2 separate regions of the Macaca fascicularis genome follow, and region 1 is linked to region 2. The links are chromatin contacts, called in public Hi-C maps. All regions are on one chromosome and are shown on one strand. The core of a region is the stretch at or near the end of the contact, and the rest is flanking DNA. Distances in the headings are between cores, read along the strand shown. Region 1 holds the start of LOC102146680 (sushi domain-containing protein 2). Region 2 holds the start of LOC102142224 (glutathione S-transferase theta-2B).

Region 1 (3,258 bases), core at 369-2,868, 210 kb after region 2:
ATCATCTCCGGACACACACAGCAAGGGTGCCCAGGCCAGAAACAGGAAGCAGCAGCTCTTCGTCCTCCTGTTCCCGGGAACCGTCTCAGCCAACCCCCAACACCCCTCCCTGGATCCTCACCTCAGGGACACCTCGGACCCTCCCCTGCACCCAGTACTGTAGGGAGAAACCTCAGCCCTGGGCCCGGGATGAGTGCCCTCGCCAGCCTGGGATCAGGAGACAGGCTCTCCCTGGCTCAGCACCTGAGTGTCCACTCACAGGACACTCACCTGCAGAGATGCCCTGAGCGCCGTTGTGGGTTAAGGGACTTTCTCCCCTCTGGAAACAGTCGCTGGGAAGCTGAAGGTCTTGAGGGCCTCTCACCAAATGTCTTTGGGAGGTGGGAAGACATCAAATGTGGGTGTGGCTTCCCTGGAACAGCTGTGTGTGAGGACTCAGGAGCCAAGTCCCCCAGCGCACGCCTCTAACACCTTCAGTAAGGGCCAGCCCTCTGGAGCCACAGGTGGCTGCCAACACGCTGTGGTTCCCAGCAGGCACCACCCAGGCAAGAGAGAGAACAGGCCGGGGAACAATGGACTGGCCTGGCCCCAAGTGCTGGGCAGATCAGAGACCAGATGGCCTAAGCTCATGCCCTGGGGCCAGCTCTGACTCCCTGCAAGTGTGGCAAGAGTCCCTTTTGGACACCTTGAGAAGCTGCAGCTGGGAGAGGACCACCCGCCTGTCTGGACATCCAGCCCAGATGGCAGGGCCCAAGTGACCAATCCCAGGCCACAGCCCTTACGGCCCACCCTGGCTGCAGGGGCTCCCAGAAGCCACCAAGGGCCTGACTTGGCCTTGCCTGTCCACATCTGAGCTTCAGTTTCCTCATCTGCTCAAGAAGGGGAGGGAAACACTGATTAGATTATGCAAACTCTGAGTGGCAGGATTAGGTGTGGCTGGGAGAGTCAAGGCTCCCCAGTGTGGTGGCATCTCTGGAGCCCGGGGATGGGCCCTGTCTCCCTTCTGGCCCCCCAGCTGGGCTTGAGTACTTCCTCTCCCCTCCCTCCTTCCTCCCTCCGGAGGGGTCCCCTGCAGAGCTGCCTCAGCCCCAGGGCTCAGCCTGTGTCTGACCCAAACAGCTCCCGCATCCCGGGAGGATGAGTTGGGAGCACCTCCTTCCTGCAGGAAGATGAGGGCTAGAGATGGAGGTCAATGTCAGGGCCACAGAGGCTAGACTCCTGCCTGGAGCTTAAACAGCCCTGCCTTACCCACCCTGTGCATCCCATCCTCTGCTGCAGCCCCGCCCGGCACACCCTGCACACAGGGCGGGGCTGGGACCCGGGGTCTGAGCTTTGGCCTCTGGACATCCGGCTCATCGCCTGCCAAAGGCCCTACAGCTGGAGGCTCCAGCCTCCTCACCCTCCCACAGGGTCCCAGGGCCGACCCATGCCTGCGGGCCAGGAATGTGCTAACGGGGCAGGTTGGGCCTTGCTGGTCCACGCAGGCACCTGTGGACTTTGAGAGGGGACCCGGCGGGGAGGGGCGAGGAGGGGCGGGGCGGGGCGGGGCGGTGCCGCAGAGTGCAGGGCGGGCGGGGCCAGGCCGGCTGGGAATGAGCTTCTCTGGCCGCCTTGCCTCAGAGCCACTGCACTGCTGGCTGCAGACACAGACTGCACCATGAAGCCAGCCCTCCTGCCCTGGGCCCTGCTGCTGCTGGCGACAGCCCCCGGCCCAGGCCCTGGACCCGCAGCAGGTATGCCTCCCTGCCCTCCTGTGCCCCCATCTGTCTGTCCATCTGGCTGCAGCCAGGCCTGGGCAGACCACCCTCTGGGCTCAGCCTCTGTCCACCTGTCAGGCCATCTGTGGCTGTGCTAGGGGTGGTGGGAAGAAATTCTGAGGGTCCATGTCGTGGGGCAGCCCATGGGGATGGGAGATCTGAGCCAGGCCCACCCTAAACCCGCTGGGAGCTAGGAGGGAGGCCGGGGAGACCAGCAGAGGCCTCAGCCTGCGTCCCCAGTCCTGACAGGGCGGGATCGCGGAGGGGGAGCCAGGATTGTGGGTCCTCATCAGGGTGGGGCTGAATCCGGGAAAGTCTAGGGGAAGCCCCGAACTCTAGAACCAGGACACTGGCCACAGGCCACCCCCCACCCCACTTCCCATTCACCCTCCTGCCACTTATCTCACTTGCAAGCATCTCTCGGCCTCCTTCCCCGACCCCTGTGCGCCACCACATCCTTGGCCAGTACATATTTATTGTTGTTCTTAAGTGCCAGGCACTGCACTTAGTGGAGTGGGGCCAGCGGGGTGGCTCAGGCCTAGGCCTGGCCCTTGACTGGCCTCTTTTGATGGGGGATGGGGAAGGGCCAGGGACGTACGATTCCGTCTTGGGTGCAGGTACCTGCCCCAGTCCCTCCCTGCAACCCTTCCTTTATGCCAACCCCTGGAAATATGGCCCTGCCGCAGGTCTCATGGCCCATAGGAGATGCTTTGGGCCCGGCGCTCACAGCCCCTCACGGTGTGCACCCCCACTTCCCTTTCCCCACTGCTGGGACCCCTGCTTAAAATGTCCCTCCTCTCCCCAAAAAGGAGGGGAGCAGCCCTGGCCTTCTGCCCTGAGGGCGGGGTTCTCTTTGGGGTCTCAATTGCAGTCCCTGGGAGAGTGAGAAGGGTCAAGTTCAGACCCTGCACCATTCCCTACCAGGCCTCGAATGGGACTCTTGGCAGCCATGCCCCCCACCCCAATCCAGGCAAGCAAGAGGGGTTCTGCAGGCTTCAGGCCCCTCGGAAGGTGCACTGTCCACAGACACTCTGGGGAGCCAAGAGAGGTCGAGGGCTCCGGCTACCGTGGCCCTCTGAGGACCCCCACCTGTGGGATAGAGGACTTGGTGGCTGAAGTATAGTCATGCCCAGGGGCTTCTCCTGACCCTGCAGGGCTGAGCGGATGCAGCCTTTTGCCTCTTCTCGCTGCATTCTAGCCCGTCAGGGCAACAGCCAGATGGTCTATGCTAAGATTCATCCTATCCCCACGGGCCCTGTGCCTTTCTACCATGTCCACGTGGTGGCCAGTGCAGTTCCCAGCCAGCGTTCTCCTGGGATGCTGCTGTCCAATGGGCTGTGGGAGGAACAGAGACAGGCCTTGCACGTGGGGCAGCCAGTCCGGCACCTGCCAGGCCAGGCCCTCAGCATCCTCTCCTCCAGATGCCCAAGACAGCTGCTCCATGCGCTGTGGCGCCCTGGACGGTCCGTGTTCCTGCCACCCGACGTGCTCCGGCCTTGGC
Region 2 (3,143 bases), core at 404-2,903:
CGGCTAATTTTTGTATTTTTAGTAGAGACGGGGTTTCACCATGTTAACCAGGCTGGTCTCAAACTCCTGACCTCAAGTGATCCACCCACCTCTGCCTCCCAAAGTACAGGGATTATGGGCGTGAACCACCACACCCCGCCTGTCCGATGAATTTCTAAGAATATCTTAAAGAATATTACTTCCTTCTGACATATCTTTTACCAAGATCCTTCCCAGTTTTTTGCTTAAGTTTGATCCATTTTTTTCTTCCACAAAATCTCCGTGTATATGTATTAGTTTTTTCCTTTGTTCAGTTCTTCCACTGTTCTGAGGCTTAGAAAGTCCTTTTATACCGAGACATCAGACAAACAGATCCCATGAGAGTAGCTGGGATTGCATGTGTGGGCCACCCCTCCCGGCTATCACTTCCTTTCTCTGAGTCAGCTTTTCTCTCTGAGACTTGCCTACTCCATGAACTCAGGAAATGTCACTACAGGTGGCCCCAGCTCCCATTTACCTCCCCATAGGGAGCTCCTCTCTCCAGCTCCAATTTCAAAACCCCCAAGGAAGCGTTCTGGTTCACTCGCTTGGGCCACTGGCCAGAGGGATGGGATACTCGGAAAGATTCAGCTAGAGTGCCGGACCCAGCCCTGGACCAGCACTGTGCCCCATGGTGAGATGCCAGGGCTGGGATTCAGGGAGAAGAAAGGAGGTTCCTGCGCAGTCATTCCTGCCTTCTGCGGCTGCGGGCTCCCAGCCCCGTCCTGTGCACGAAGCGGGAGCTTCTGCTGTCTGGCAGCAGCTGCTCTGCAGGGGATGGTAGAAAGTTCATCCTTGGCCGGGCGCGGTGGCTCACCCCTGTAATCCCAGCACTTTGGGAGGCCGAGGCGGGCGGATCACAAGGTCAGGAGATCGAGACCACGGTGAAACCCCGTCTCTACTAAAAATACAAAAAATTAGCCGGGCGCGGTTGTGGGCGCCTGTAGTCCCAGCTACTCGGGAGGCTGAGGCAGGAGAATGGCGTGAACCCGGGAGGCGGAGCTTGCAGTGAGCCGAGATCGCGCCACTGCACTCCAGCCTGGGCGACAGAGCGAGACTCCGTCTCAAAAAAAAAAAAAAGAAAAAAAAAGAAAGAAAGTTCATCCTTAACCCCAGCTTTCCAGTCAAGGTTCCCACCAGTCTGGACACCTGCAAGTGTCACATGCCGCTGGGTGAAACTCTAAGATCCCTTTTAGAGGATCCCATTCGCTCCCTCCCTTCCGCCGCCTTGCAGCGCCGAGAAACAAAGCTCTGAAAGAACCATCAGATATCCGTACGCTGGGGCCTTTCCAGGATGGCGGGGCCCCGTCGTTTCTGGGTCGGGATGACGCCTGGAACCAGGCGGGGTCCCTGGCACCGGGATCCCGAAAAGCAGACTTGCTTCTCCTTGTCCAGCTCGTTCCTCTTTCCCTTGCAGTCGGCCCCCTGCATCTGCCGTCCTCCCTCCCAGTCGAGGGCCCCCAGCTCCAACTCCACCCTCCCATCTGTGCGTTCGTAGCGACCGCCCTCCCTGTAGCGGCACACGGACCTGGTGGTGGAGTCTTGGTCTCCAACAAGGCTGGCCAGGATTGGACAGAAACCGAAGGGGCGAGGCGGGTCCGGGGGTGCTGCGCTCCAATTGGGTGCTGTCCCAGGGAGTGGGGCCTGAGCCCGTATTTCCCGCGGCTGCCCTGAGCCTGCCACAGCCGCTGCCCACACCGCCATCAGCGCCTTCACTGCCATCCCCGCTGTCCTTGCAGCCCCCGCCATGGGCCTAGAACTGTACCTGAACCTGCTGTCCCAGCCCAGCCGCGCCGTCTACATCTTCGCCAAGAAGAATGGCATCCCCTTCGAACTGCGCACTGTGGATATTATCAAAGGTGGGCCCAACCCGTTTCCTCGCGTGTCCACAAATCCAGTGCACCCCCAGGCCCCTTGCCCTGTTCCGCCCTGAGCGTCTCGCCGCCCGCACAGCCCCCTCACCTCCTCCTGCAGCGTCTGCCACCAGAGAATGCTGTCGATTGAGTGACCTTGGAGGGATCACAGCCTTCTCTGAACCTTAGCTTGCTTTCTGAAAAGGAGGATAATGTTGCCTTCTGTTCTGTAGGGGTGGAAAGAAAATACTTAATGGAGTTTTCAGAATTCTTGCGTGGAATGCACGCATTTAAATTCACAAAGCCCGGAAAACGTTGGGAAGGACGTGCTGTTGTAAGAATTAAGAGATGGGAAGAGATGAGCCACCCCAGTTTGCCTCCCTTCCCCTGGCCCACCAGAGTCCTGGCTAGAAAACTTCTCTGCATCCACCTGCTGCACCTGGCCCCACCCACCAAAGCCCCCCAGCTGCCCCAGAATGTGGCAGGGCAGGGAGGCCCACCCAGGGAATGGGGTTGATCCAGCCCTCTGGAACCAGACCTTGCTGTTTCTCAGGGGTGTGGAGCTCTGCTTGGGGAGGGAGAGGGAGGGTGGAGAGGTGCAGCTTTTTTACTCTGAAGACCTTGTCTGACTCTTCAGGGCAGCACAGAAGCAAGGAGTTCTTCCAGATCAACAGCCTGCAGAAAGTGCCTGTGCTCAAGGATGGTGATTTCATCTTGACCGAAAGGTGCCCTCCTTCCCTCTCCCCTCCCACATCCGGAGCACATGTGACCCTGGCTGTCCCCACTGTGGGCCCTCCCATACCCCATGGGGCAGCAAGAGGAAAGGAGAGGGATCTGGGGAGAAGGTACAGCTTGGGGTGTGCCTGGGTTGAGCAGGGGCTGACAGAGCATGTCCCCGCACCTCTCATCTTTGGTGTCATCTGAGCCCCAGGGCCTCTCTGCTCCCAGACTGAAGGATATTGGAAGAGAAGACAAGGGAACATTTTTCCAGTGTTGCACAGAGTGGGTTCAACAAATGCAAGCTGAAAAGAGCCTCTAGGCCGGGCGCGGTGGCTCAAGCCTGTAATCCCAGCACTTTGGGAGGCCGAGACGGGCGGATCACAAGGTCAGCAGATCGAGACCATCCTGGCTAACATGGTGAAACCCCGTCTCTACTAAAAATACAAAAAACTAGCCGGGCGAGGTGGCGGGCGCCTGTAGTCCCAGCTACTCCGGAGGCTGAGGCAGGAGAATGGCGTGAACCCGGGAGGCGGAGCTTGCAGTGAGCTGAGA

What was found. Hi-C and Micro-C count contacts between places; a contact is called where the count stands out from the background.
Region 1: a Hi-C map of liver shows a contact between it and region 2, with 3 times the contacts expected there. The contact joins the promoter of LOC102146680 here to the promoter of LOC102142224 in region 2. A contact is called at or near these places in 2 of 2 Hi-C or Micro-C datasets (liver and skeletal muscle).

Annotation. Positions count from the first base shown.
Region 1 is chr10:28,470,866-28,474,123 of T2T-MFA8v1.1, forward strand. It overlaps LOC102146680 (sushi domain-containing protein 2), which reads left to right and starts at 1,619. Exons shown (of 15, transcript XM_045364327.3): 1 at 1,619-1,733; 2 at 3,179-3,258. The coding sequence starts at 1,658.
Region 2 is chr10:28,260,726-28,263,868 of T2T-MFA8v1.1, forward strand. It overlaps LOC102142224 (glutathione S-transferase theta-2B), which reads left to right and starts at 1,654. Exons shown (of 5, transcript XM_045364386.2): 1 at 1,654-1,877; 2 at 2,509-2,596. The coding sequence starts at 1,766. It also overlaps the pseudogene LOC135965472.